3 separate regions of the Mus musculus genome follow, and all the other regions are linked to region 2. A link is a contact called in public HiChIP or PLAC-seq and promoter capture Hi-C data. All regions are on one chromosome and are shown on one strand. Each heading gives the region's core, a stretch centred on a gene start, on an enhancer-like site or on the middle of the called end of the contact. The rest is flanking DNA. Distances are from core to core; before and after follow the strand shown.

Region 1 (4,260 bases), core at 1,166-3,665, 51 kb after region 2:
GTCCTCGTAGTCCAGCTCAGCCTGGGTGGTGACAGCCCCAGTGTCCGCGTCGATTCGGAACTGGGGGATGCTATCCTCCATAAAGTAGGTGATTCGGGCATTCTCCCCCGTGTCCTCATCCGTGGCGCTGATCAGCACCACTGTGGTGCCTGCTGGCCGGTCTTCATTAACGTTGACTGTGTAGTGGGAGCTCTGGAAGACGGGACGGTGGGTGTTGGCATCGGTGACATTCACTACTATCTGAGCTGTGTCCTGCCTTGTGCCATCTGAGGCAGTCACTGCCAGCACATACTGCCGCTCGAGTTTGTAGTCTAGCGGTAAGGCAAGGGAGACCAGTCCACCACCACTTTGGCTGGTGATAGAGAAGCGGTTGCGGGTGTTGCCGCTGGTGATCTGGTAGGTAATGACACTGTGAGCGTCTCGATCCACGGCTGACACGGTCACCACACTGGTGCCCACGGCGGCGTCCTCGTTGAGCCGAACGGTGTACTCTGGCTGCGTGAAGGTTGGGTTGTTGTCATTGACGTCCAGGATGGTTACACTGACACTGGCTGAGGCCGTGAGCGCTGGGGTGCCATGGTCCCGGGCCTCTACACCAAAGCTGTAGAAATCAACCTCTTCCCGATCCAACTCTGCGGCCACAGAGATCCAGCCTGTGCCATTGTTAATGGTGAAGGGAAAGTCGTGCCCAACCCCTGCCAGGCTATACTCGAGGCGGGCGTTATCACCAGCGTCAGCATCAATTGCCTGGACGTGCAGAACAAGGTAGCCTAAAGGGACACTCTCTAGGACGGTGGCCTGGAAAGGGGTGCTGACAAAGATGGGGGCGTTATCGTTGATGTCTAGGACTTGCACTGTTACTAGGCCAGAGACATTGGAGAGTGGAGGACGGCCACCGTCCTGAGCCCGGATCCGAAGCGTATACTCTTTGGTTGTCTCATAGTCGAGTGGGCTTACCACATCCAGGGCTCCAGTCTGAGCATCCAGATAGAACTGGCCCCGAGCATTGCCACTCATGATGCTGTAGTGCACTAGGGCATTGCTGCCCTTGTCTCTATCGGAGGCGGTGACTCGGAGAACTGGGGCTCCTGGGGTCACATCCTCCCGCACCTGGACCACATAACGCTTCTCGCTAAACTGGGGGGCGTTGTCATTATCATCCTCCACCGACAGGAAAACAATGGCTGTGGAACTCCGCGGGCCTGGGTCCCGGCCCTGGTCACTCGCCTCCACTGTTAACTTGTAGGATTCCACTTCCTCCCGGTCTACAGGGCCGCGGGTTCGGATCACCCCCGAGCGAGGATCGATCTCAAAGGCGTCTGAGGGGCTGCCTCCGGCCCCCTCCAGCAGGCGGTACAGAATGTTGGCATTGGGAGGGGCGTCGCCGTCGGTGGCCCTGACTGTAAGCACCTCATAGCCAACCTCCAGGTTCTCCCTGAGGCTCTCCTTGTACTCTTGCTGCTCAAAAACAGGGTCGTGATCGTTGGTGTCGGTCACCAAGATGGTAAGCGTGGCCAAGGCACTCCGTCGGGGCATACCGTGATCCTGTGCAGTGACCCTGAAGACGTGGGTGCTCTTGGTCTCCCGATCCAGCTCCTCAGCTGTGGTGACAACACCGGTGATTGGGTCCAAGGAGAAGAAATGATTGGAGCGGCTATCAAAGAGGGCATCCATGGTGTACTCAAGTCGACCCGCCTCACCCTCATCTGGATCAATGGCTCTTAAGGATGCAACAGAGGTACCAGCAGGCTGGTTCTCAGGCACTGTGGCCTGGTAGCTGGGAGGCTGGAACTGGGGAGCTGTATTCACATTCCTTTTCCTGCGCCCACCCAGAGATTCCTCTGGTGAGCCTTCCCCAGCCCTGAGCCCTGGGGCCTGTGCCAGCTTGCAAGACTGGCATCTGAGCCGTGGGGCCTTTAAGCAAGGGTGCTCTTCAGGCAGGGTCAGCGTGCCTTGTGGAGAAAGGTGTCCTCCGATACCCAGGAGACGACAGCTCCAGGGGCAGCCTTCAGAGGATGGCGGAAGAGGGATATGAGCCCCTGATTCTGGACACCAAACCCTCAGGCCATCGTGGTGGGGCACCAGGTGGCCGGTCAGCTCAATGCCCGATTCTCTGCAGCGGCTGGTGTAGAGCCAGAGGTTCGAAGCAGAGGCTGGGCAGAGCCAGCCCACGGGGGCGCAGGCCCCAGAGGAGCTGCGTCCCCCGGATCCCAGAGAACGACAGGGCCCCACTTGATCTCCCAGTAGTGGCGACGGTGGCAGCAGCAGCAACAGCAGTAGCAGCGGCAGCAGCGGCGTTGGGAGGGGGGCGCTGGCAGCCCGGCTCCGCATCTCTCCCTGTTCCCGGCCAGCCGGGTCAACAGCCGCGGCGGCTCTTCCTCCGGCTCCTGCCGGCCCCGCCGCGCCTCATGCCCGGGCCGGGGCGCGGGTCCCCGGGGGCCACCTGTACGTCCCACTGGGCCTGCACCCAGATGGCTCGGCGGGGCCGCGCTCTTAGCCCACGATGCGCCGGGCTCCCACCACTCTCGAAGCCGGGCCCGCTCCCGAGTCGCCGCGACCACTGCGGGTTCACGCTGCGCTTCCACCTGCGCTCTGAGCGTTCTCTACCTGCGCCCGCGGGCCGCGAGGATCTCTGGCTCTGCCGGGTCCCCCGGTCCCGAGCCCCAGAATGTCCCCTCCGCCCGCGTAAGGTCGCCCACCTGCGTCTGCGGAGCCTCACGCTCCGGCCCGGGCCCGGCTGCCAACGATGGCCCTGCGCCACCCGCTCGCGCCCTGCGTCCCCGCCGCGGCAGCTACCGGTCGCCGGGGTCCCGGGCCCAGACCCGCGTTCCCTCGCCTCCCGGGCGGGCGGGCGAGCTCTGCAGAGCAGCGGCGGTGGTGGCGGCGGCTCATTACCATAGACCTGCTCGCGCCGCCGCGGTCTTAAAGCGGCGACGCCCAACGCGCCGAGGAGGTGGGCCCCACCCAGCGCCCTCTTCTGCATGGCGGCTCTAAGTAAGATTCCCGCCTCTGGTAGAATTTTTCTTCCCAGCACATCAGACTTGCTCCTTTCCATTTCTGGATCCCTTCTACAGCTTAAAGAGGAATGAACAATCAGAAGCCACACAGGGAATTGATACTCTTGTAAAATTCTATGGCTAGCGCTCTTTCAAAACAGTCTTAATGTCTGCAGGAGGTGACCAGGGGGTGGGAGGTGGGTGGATATAGACAGACAGACAGACAGACAGACAGACAACTTTCCAGTCTTACCATCCCTGAAAGCCCTCATTGCTGCCCCATCCTACAGGTCCCGGGTCAGAAGTAAAGACGACTTTGCTCGACTTCGCTCGACACTACAAAGTCTCCCCCAGATACCAGAAGTCGTGCTCTCACTTGGATATCTTGGACAAAAGGACCCCTAAGCTCATTTGGGATACATCTTGGGTACCACATGTCAGGTCAGGGGAAGTGAACCAGAATGTCCAAAGCAGCAAGAGCACTAACACTACCAGATTCCTAGGGCCAGGGTGAGTTGGTTCCAGAGGGCCCAAGCTTCCTGGACCTTAGGACGTGTTCCTTTTTCTTTATCCCTCCTCCCTCCTAGATCAATGTCCAACTGCTGTCCTCCTCCTACCCGCGGCTTTGTAACTAGCAAATGGCCCTGTCCATTGCACAGGACTACTGAGCCCTTCATGGAATGCCACCCCAGAACCTTCTGGAAGGGGTATGAAGAACTGATGAATCTTCCCATAAGTGGAGTTCACACAAGATGTTGGGACCAAAGAACCGGGAAGAGTGAGGCTGGGCAAGCCAGAGGGCTTCTTCCTCTCATACCCTGAGCAATGAGGGATGTCAGATTGTATGAGAGAGGAGGCCACTCTCACATGCTAGCTATGTGCGACCTTTCCTAGAGTGAGGGACTTGAATAAAGTAATGGATTTTCAGAAGTCTCGAGGGAGGTGATGATATGGTCTGAGGAGATAGCTGAGTGGGTAGAGAGACCCCACCGAGCTGAGTCTGGATTCCCAGCACCCACATTAGAAAGCTGGGCACAGGCTCACCAACGTGACTGCTCAAACATGAACCAAAGTAGTCAGGAGACAGACCAGGAGGCCTCAGCCCTGTACAAGAACTACAGGCGACTCGGGGATTCTGAGCGGGAGAACAGGCTTTCCCCAAGGAAGAGCATGCTGATTTGTTATTCTGTACCAATGGTCAGTCCCGGAAAATACATACAAGTAACACTCTACAGATGGAGCAGGTTGTATTTAGAAATGTCTA
Region 2 (4,147 bases), core at 605-3,104:
GAATAAATGAATGAATGAATGAATGAATGAATGAAGAAATAAGGAGGAAGCCGGGCGTGGTGGTACACGCCTTTGATCCCAGCACTCGGGAGGCAGAGGCAGGCAGATTTCTGAGTTCAAGGCCAGCCTGGTCTACAAAGTGAGTTCCAGAACAGCCAGGACTACACAGAGAAACCCTGTCTCGAAAAACCAAAAAAAAAAGGAGGAGTATATAGGAGTATATATATGGGGCTGATAAGATGGGTCATTGGCTCAAGATGACTGCCACCAACCCTGGCTATCTGAGTCTAATCCTTGGGACCCACATGGTGGAAGGAGAGAACTGACTTTGGAAAGATGTCCTCTGACCTTCAAATATGTGCTAGAGCTCCAAGTTTGATTCCAAGCATCCTGTGGAGGCTCACTTTGTCCCAGAAGATCCAATTCCCTCCTCTGGCCTTCATTGGCACCAGGAATGGACATGATGCATGGATATACATTTTTTAAAAAGCAAAAATGGTTAGATAAATACAGTTAGGAAGGGGGGGCTATGATAAGAAATCCTACAATTTGGGTGGAGGGTCCAATGTGGAGTGGCTCTGGATGAGCACGGCAGTCAGCTGGGGACACTCGGGTTTAGCCAGTGCTGACTGTGGGCTGGCCCTTGGATCCTAGGCACAGTCCTGGCATCAGCACCCCCAGTTACACAGACCTGAGGTTCAGAGCCATCAGCTGGTGGCTGAATGGTACAGCCAAATGTCACACATCCCTGTCTCTGGGGAGCTTCCTCCCCTGTGAGGCTGCCTCGCACTTCATTTGTGCTTTATCTCATAGGAAGAGAGCCATTGACAGCTTTCAAAGGGGGAAATGCCAGCCTGACCTAAAAATAGCTTCCATTTATCCAGCACTTAGTCAGCTACATTCTGCTAAGCACTTTCCAGAGATTACCTCTTTTAATCCTCACAACAACCCTATGGTTATTATCTCCATCTCACAAATGAAACCCAATTTATGAGATGCTGGGGGTGTTAGGTGTAGCTCAGTGGCATTGTAGTAGAGGACTTGTCTAGCAAGCACAAGGCCCCGGGTTCAAGCCCCAATGCGTGTGCATGGGAGTGTACACACACACAACACACACACCATACAAATACACACACACCCATACACACTCACACACATGGGGGCGGGGTCCTCCTAGTACACACATACACACATACACAGACATACACACATACCATATACACACACGGGGGGGGGTGTCCTAGTACACATAGACACGCATACACAGACGCACACACAGGGTGGAGGGGAGAAAAACTCCAGTACACACACACACAGAGGGGCCGAGAGATCATGGGGTATCACTAGTCACATAGCAAGCTGATGACAGAGCTCATGTGTCACTAACTAGTCTGGCAACAGGGGACTGACTGTCCCCACTTCTCCCCAACCCTCCCCTGCCCTTGGGGCTGGGACAGCAAACAGAGGTCCCCATGAAGGCCAAGGTATAGAGACCAGCTCTTCAATGACCTACTGTTCAACAAGTGTGGCAAGAGCTAACGGTGTGCCTGAGAATTCACTGCTCTTCGGACCTTACGCCCTGTTGAATGAGCTGGAGGTCAGAAGCAGAGATGCCAGCAGCTCAGGCCTCCCTCAAAGCCAGAAGTCCCTCTCATATACTCTGCTCACACTCTCCCCTCCCTCCTAATGCTGTAGGGTGTCATCTCACTCACAAGATAACAGGGCCACCTCAGCCCTCCTCCCGCGGCTATTCTGGGCAGCTCTCTGATCCTCCTCTTCTCCTGGCCCCTACTTCTCCCTTCAGTGGGAGTAGTGGGTGGGGAAAAGCCAGCCCACTTACATAAGCCTGTGGCTGTGACCCCAGGGAGACCAGCCTGGACAGCAGGTGCACAGCCCCTCCCTCACCAGCAACAAAGAAAATTTTCAGCTAGACCCCAGGCATGGAGACAGCCACCACACTGGAGATAGCCTCATGCTCCCAGCGGCAGGTAGAAGCAGCTGCTGACCCAGCGGATGCTAAAGGACCCCGGACTTCACATCAACAGGAGGCAGGCAGCCCTTCTCTGCAGCTCCTGCCCTCTATTGAAGGTGATCTGTGGCAGTCTGTAAGGGTGGGGATGCTGAGTGGTGTGGGAGAGGGGAACTTCCTACTGCTCTGAATATACCCTTAGGGGTCGCCCCCACCCCTGTGCATAAGCTTTAATAACTTTAGGGAACTTCTAGTTAGGATAATGCAGAAATATTCTGGGAGCCCTTACTTCCCTCTCAAATTGCGCCTTGCTACTCAAATGTCTCTGTTGTAATTTTATTCTTTAGCTGAGAAGTCAGTGTTTGTGGCACTTTATAGTGACCAGCAGTGATCTGTTTATATTTTCACCATCAAAAACAGTCACAGGTCCTGGAGGATCCAGTAGAATAAATAACCCATTGGGAAGGGAACGGAGGAGAGTGGCCATTTGTAGAGGTAAAGAGTGATTAAAACTGTTGGCTATGAGGAGGTTGAACATCTTGGACAGCATGATACCCGGCCTCTGCCTGGGTCATGCCGCAGCATCAGGGCCTACCCTAACACCCCACCCTGGCTCACTGGCCAAGGCCTCTCAAAGTCAGAGCTCTGAGGAAGAAGAGCCTTTCAGGGAAAAGCGCTCCATTTCCAGTTTCCAGGTGAGAGTATGTGGTGCCTACCCCAGCCCCATCATCCTGCCACCTGCCCCAGTACCACCTGTCACCACCACAGCTTACCTGGGCAATTGTGTGTGTCTCCACTATACGTGGGTTTGCAAACCCAGGGGAGAGATGGGAGATAGCTCTTCCCTTCTTTGTGATGGTCTTTAGCAGCCCTGTGGCTGTGCTAAACATTTAGCCCAACAAAGTCCTAGCGTTATAACCCCTTAATTTTGCAGAAGATTTGAAAACCACACACAGGAGAAGTCCATGAACTCCTGGAAAGGAAAGAGGTAGGAGAAAAATAGACGGTGTAGGCTGGCAGGCAACACCCCAGGCTCCTTTCTGGGAGTGACGCTAACAGCACAGTGACCTTGAACAAATCAATTCAACTGCTCCACTTTAGTTTCTTCTCTGTAAAATGACTTTAAACATCTCCCAGGAAGGTCAGTTAGAAGGATGGCTGATCAGCACTGTAAGAGGCTAAAGCAACATGGGAATATTTCCAAGAAGGAGATGACAAGACAACCAAGTTCTTTCTCCAACTAGGACCCAAAAGCACAACTGTCCACTCCTTACCCTAAAGAAGATCCTTTGGTTTTTTTTTTTTTTTTTTTTTTTCTTTTTTTTTTTTTTCGAGACAGGGTTTCTCTTTATAGCCCTGGCTGTCCTGGAACTCACTCTGTAGACCAGGCTGGCCTCGAACTCAGAAATTCGCCTGCCTCTGCCTCCCGAGTGCTGGGATTAAAGGCGTGCGCCACCACGCCCGGCCCTAAAGAAGATCCTAATGGAGCTGCCTGAATGTCGAGAGCTGGTGGGTTTATGCCATTGAGATAGGAGAGCTGTTGTGATGTTGTGAGCATCCTAAGATGAGACCGCAGAGACAGAAACCCAGTTTCTTCTCCTGAAAGGCCAAGAGGGTGTGAAAAGCCAGTGCCACTAACTCCCAGCTCTGAAGTGAGTGGCATCCACTTCAACCATGCTATCAGAGAAGGGTCAGGACATCTCTGAGCCTTCATTCTCCTCTGCTTAAAGCATGGGGCGCTTTGGCAATTTCAGGCTCCAGGTCCCAGCCAGAAGCCCCAGCCTCCCACATACAACTCCATGTACTGTGGGCCTCAGGGCTACAGCTAAGTGGCAGTAATAATATCCTTTGACACATTGCAAAATCGGTGTGCATCTATTAGCTTCTTGAAAGACTGATGGTGCGAGTTCAAATCTCAGCTCTATCCTGCTAGCCACCAGAGAAGAATCAGGACATTTCTCTGAGCCCTCATCTCCTCTGTAAATTTGGAGAGCTGAACGTGAGCAATGTCTTATCCCTTTGATAGCTGTGGACTCCCAGGGAACCCCTATTTAAAATAAAAAAGCTATGGACTGACTCTCAACTCTGGAAAGGCAACCCCCCCCCAAAAAAAAAAGGTTTCTGAGATTCACAGTGCCTCTGGAGCTCACCCCAAAATTTTGAAGGATGTTTGGTATG
Region 3 (4,768 bases), core at 66-2,565, 53 kb before region 2:
TTTATGATGGTGCATGGTCATTTCTGCCTAGGAAGGGAGCTTTTTAGATCACCCTATTTCAGTCAACCTCGTTACTACAGTTCACACTAGGTGATGAGGGTGGGAACATGTGTCATGACATCGGTGTGTCTTCTGCAACTTGAATAGTAGGCTCCATTCCTCAGCAGGATGCAGAGCTGCTAGCACTCTAAAGTAAGTCATTATCGTCTTTATCCTGTATTTCTGTCCCATCTCTTCCCAAGGGACCTAAATGAATCACAAAATCCCAGCAGCCCATTCTAGAAACACCACAGGAGCCAGAGGCCTCTGGGAGCCCTGCTGGGCTGTAACTCTTCTTCACTTGATTGTTCTACAGCTGCTCTTGGCCCAGGTGCAGGGAACTGATGCTGAGGCTCTGAAATGCTTCAACCCCACTTCCCTCCTCCAGCAGGTGTGATCTTTGACTTCTCTGCCCAGGGGCCTGGAGCCAGAGCACTCTATTGAGCACAGCAATGCTGGCTTAAAATAAGCAAATACTTCTGTAGGCCAAGGAGTCAGTCACATGTTGGAATTGCCAAAGCCCCATGAAGGCTGGGCACTGCACTAACTGGAGACTCTCTAGCTGCTGGCCAAGTTATTAATACAGAGTAGGCAGGCAGAGTGTTAGTTGAGTGAACAAATAGCTGCTTGGCTGGATGCCTTGACTTCTGTGAGTTTTTATACCAAGCATGTGGTTTTCCTTGTTTCTTATGGATTGTCAGTATATTATAGAGTCTGGGTATTAAAAAGGCCCATAGACGGTGCCATTGTTTATGTAATTAGAACAGCAGCTAAATAATCAAAGCTAGTCTCCTGTTTGGAGAGGAAAAGATATATTTAAAACTTTGTAGACTGAATTTAGTACCTGTTTCTAGCACTTAAGAATCCTTGCTCTAAGTCGGGCATTGGTGGCATATGCCTTTAATCCCAGCACTTGGGAGACAGAGGCAGGCAGATTTCTGAGTTCAAGGCCAGCCTGGTCTACAAAGTGAGTTCCAGGACAGCCAGGGCTACACAGAGAAACCCTGACTCAAAGAATTAAAAAAAAAAAAAAAAAGAGTCCTTGCTCTAATGAAGTCCTGCTCAGTGTCGCCTTCCTCACTAGCTTATCTTTTTTTTTGCATCACCTTATAAAACACTTGGAAATCCTAACAGGAAGCACGAGTGACCGTGCAGAGTGTCATCTTAGTTTGTTTACAGTTCTCCCTGATTTTCCCCTCCAGTGCTCTATCTACCATGCAGCTGTATTGTCTTGGGAAGCAACACAGAAAAGCAAAGGGCTGCCAAGGTTTAGCTGGCAGGCAGGCCAAGGGTTGACTCTCTGCACTATCATTTGCAGAGTAACCTTGAACAAGTGTTGAGTTTGGTCTCTTGCTATGTATTGCAATGCTAAATACTGGCCCCGAGGTCTGGCTGCCCCTAGGGGTGAGGAGATCCTCACAAAAACCAAGTGATGCTGTGTAACCTATAAAACTATAAAGATGCCCACAGCCTAGAGCTGGGCAGAAGAAGGCGGGGCTTTGGTTCCCAGCATGGGGTCGAGGAGAGGACCACAGAAGGAAGAGAGAGAGAGAGGTGGGGAGAGGAGAAGAGGCGAGGGGGTAGGTGAATCTTAAAAAAAAAAAAAAAAAAAAAGGCCATGAGAGCTGGTCAGTTGGAGTAAGAGCTGCCCAGGCAGAGCATAGCAACTCATATGTTTTAATTAGGGTTTTACTGCTGTGAACAGACACCATGACCAAGGCAAGTCTTCTAAGGACAACATTTACTTGGGACTGGCTTACAGGTTTAGAGGTTCAGTCCATTGTCATCAAGGTGGGAACATGGCAGCATCCAGGCAGGCATGGTGCAGAAAGAGCTGAGAGTTCTATATCTTCATCTGAAGGCTGCCAAGAGAAGACTGACTTCCAGGCAGCTAGGATGAAGGCCTTAAAGCCCACACCCACAGTGTGACACACTTCCAACAAGGCCACACCTCCAAATAGTGTCACTCCCTGGGCCAAGCATATTCAAACCATCATATCATATCTTGGGGTTATTGGCAGGGAAGTAGACATAATAACATAGAGGGTTGATATCTACCTAGCTCTAGTGCTGTCTGAGGCTTATTGTAAATACAAAAGTGTTGTGTCTTTTATCTAGGAACTGAAAGATAGAAGGTGGGATAGAAACCACCAATTAATATTGATATTTACTACAACAAACAAGTCATGCAGCCTCCTAAGTGTTAGCATTTTTATCTAGGCTCCGCCCACAGTTACCTGGCAACAGCCAGGTGTGCCTGACTCACTATAAAAGGGGCTGCTCCATTCCCCTCTCTCTTGCTCTAGCTCTGTCCTCTCTTCCCGCTCTCCCTCTCTCCCCATTCCCCACCACCACCACCACATGCTCATGGCTGGCCTCTACTCCTCTGCTCTCATTCTCTGCCTTTCTCTTTCTCTACTGGTCTCTCAGATCCCCTCCCTTGTGCTGAATAAACTATTCTATACAGGGGGAAGGGATGCCTCAGCATGGGCCGGCAGAGGCACCCCTTTTTCCCCCCACACCTTACCGCACCTACACCAAACATATTCCTTCTCTCTTTATCTTTATAAAACACAATACAAAGACTTTCTATTAGTTTTAAAGGAGGATGATAGCAGTGCTCACCTCAGGGTCACCATGAGGTGAGGACTCTGCAATGCATGGCATGGAGTGACAGAGAGAGCTTGGTCTAGAGTAGGCAGCTGCCAGCATTGCTGCCCTAGTTGTCAAAGTGACTGGGAAGTCTTCCAGGGTGGATGGTATAAAGCGATGGCCCCCACATTCTTCCACTTCTGTTAATGCAGAAGCGGCTGCACAAGCTCTTGTTCCCTCAGTAGCTGCTAGTGGGTCTTGTACACTCGCTATTCTCATATTGTCAGACTGACACAGTTTACTTAATTGTTACTCTTTTGGACAGCTAGTTAAAAGGTGGCCAGTTTTTCACTGAAACTAATGGTTCTAGGATGCACCTTGTCACAGGCTGCTCCTTTCCAGTTCGTTCTTCAGTGGCAAATGGAAACCTGATTATTGATGACTCTATGTTTTGAAGGCTGTTTATTAAGCTCCCCCTTTCTATGCTGTCTTGTCTTCCATACATAACGCTTCAAGCCAGTTTTCTCTTGTGCCTAATAATTTTTTGTGTGTGTTTGCTTTGTTTACTACAAAGATCTTGCCCCGAGTGGCTGCAGTTGGAGCTAATGAGTTCCGGAGTCTGCCCATGGCGATGAACCCCATCCTTTTCAGTAATGTGCTTAGAGTCATAGGCACTGTTTAAATACTGACCACAGGCCGACTCAAGCCTTTCGCCTGATTTTTGAGAGAAAACCCGCTTTGCTAACACACCCTTTACTAGAGAGCTGCCTTGCTTGTTTGCGGAATGGTGTCCTGTTAACAAGGCTCTTTTTCTTCTTGGCTCTGTGATATTGCTGCCATAGTCTTTACCAGTCATTCTGAATATTCATTATCTCTCCTCGTTGTGAACTGAGATAGGATTCTGTCTCCTGTTGCAGAGTTTAGGAGGAAACTGTAAATACGCCCTGCTGGCTCTTCAGCTGAGCTGGCCTGCCCTGGCCTGAAATGACTTTGTTGAGCTCGCCAGCCAAAGTGCACCTGTTGCTTCAGAAATGGAAAAGGGAGGGCCGTTTACTCGCAGTGGGTCCTGGGTAGTTTTCAGTTGCCCAATCCCGTAATAAAAGCTGGCAGAGTCTGCTCTAACAACTCTTCTGTTTTTCACAGCTTTGATGACTATAGTTTATTGATTTGCCTTTGTTCAGGAAAGCTTCATTTGGAATGCAAATTACAGGATAGGTAAATGTGTGCCTCCTGCTGGGTAGAGCTAGGCATGAAGGCTCACCAGAATACCAGGAAATTGTCTCTGCTGCCTCCATAGGGAAAGGGTACCAGGAAGGAAATTACTGAAGGACTAGGCACCGCTTGTCATAGGTGACAAGATCAGAATTCTCTCTCCAGTCTGTGCGCCAGCCTTTTAAAACATTTGTGTTAATTCTTTGAGAGTTTCATACACTATTTTGATTATATTCATTCCCCTCCCCCAGTTCCTTCCAGATCCCCATTTCATACCCACCCAACTTTGTGCCCTCACTAAAACAAAACAAAACAAAACAAAACAAGAAAACCCAAAAACAAAGCAACAACAACAAAAAACCCAAAACAACAACAACAAAACCACCTCGCCTTATTAGTTCTGGGTATGTGGCATCAACTGGAACTTATTTGACCTACCCGTAAGGAAAAATAACTTCCTCTCTTTCAGTAGCTATCCGTTACCAATAGCTCCTCAGCTAGGTGTGGGGCTTCATCAGCACCACCATCTCTACACTAGGATTTCTGATGGCTTGAGCTTGCACAAGTCTTATGCGTGTTGTCACAACTGCTGCGAGTGCATATGTACAACTGACATTCTCCTCCACGTTCATTGCTGCTCTGATCACAATAGGCAGGAAATGGAAACAACTTAAATACCCATCACTGGATGGATGGATGGATGGATGGATAGATGGATGGATAGATGGATGGATAGATGGATAAGTGTGGTACATTTACATAATCGGATAATGTTCACCTGATAGGAAAAAATGAAATTATTAAATGTAAAGGTAAGTGACTAGAGCTTAAAATTATTATTCCAAGTGAGGTAACCTAGACCCAGAAAGACAAATGCTACATGTTAGCTTTGAACCTTCAGATATGTTTATTTCTGTTGGAATCC

The links. HiChIP or PLAC-seq counts read pairs in DNA pulled down with a chosen protein or histone mark. Capture Hi-C pulls out chosen DNA fragments and counts their contacts.
Region 1: a contact with region 2 is called in a promoter capture Hi-C map of pancreatic islet. The contact joins the promoter of Celsr2 here to the promoter of Mybphl in region 2. A contact is called at or near these places in 3 of 115 datasets of contacts at active chromatin or transcription factors (embryonic stem cells, intestinal crypt epithelium and pancreatic cancer cells) and 3 of 9 other capture datasets (adipose tissue, liver and pancreatic islet).
Region 3: an H3K27ac HiChIP or PLAC-seq map of heart atrium shows a contact between it and region 2, with 15 read pairs. The contact joins the enhancer-like site here to the promoter of Mybphl in region 2. A contact is called at or near these places in 7 of 39 promoter capture datasets (embryonic stem cells, frontonasal cranial neural crest, hippocampal neurons and 4 more), 10 of 484 Hi-C or Micro-C datasets (LSK cells, bone marrow-derived macrophages, cerebral cortex and 7 more), 5 of 115 datasets of contacts at active chromatin or transcription factors (embryonic stem cells, epiblast stem cells, heart atrium and 2 more) and 3 of 9 other capture datasets (adipose tissue, liver and pancreatic islet).

Annotation. Positions count from the first base shown.
Region 1 is chr3:108,413,164-108,417,423 of GRCm38.p6, forward strand. Celsr2 (cadherin, EGF LAG seven-pass G-type receptor 2) reads right to left here and starts at 2,416. Exons shown (of 34, transcript NM_017392.4): 1 at 1-2,416. The coding sequence starts at 2,331. It overlaps Gm52630 (a long non-coding RNA gene), which reads left to right and starts at 2,858. Exons shown (of 3, transcript XR_003954680.1): 1 at 2,858-2,994; 2 at 3,287-3,506; 3 at 3,656-3,926.
Region 2 is chr3:108,363,057-108,367,203 of GRCm38.p6, forward strand. It overlaps Mybphl (myosin binding protein H-like), which reads left to right and starts at 1,855. Exons shown (of 9, transcript NM_026831.1): 1 at 1,855-2,088. The coding sequence starts at 1,941.
Region 3 is chr3:108,310,591-108,315,358 of GRCm38.p6, forward strand. The region is part of intron 3 of Sort1 (sortilin 1); the gene reads left to right. Among named protein-coding and RNA genes, the nearest start is that of Sort1, 29 kb to the left of the region's middle. Within about 2 kb of position 1,316, at least 26 of the 459 cell types and tissues checked have an H3K27ac peak or open chromatin away from gene starts, as enhancers often do. A contact at or near this core is called in adipose tissue, epiblast stem cells, heart atrium and 1 more, where this site is marked.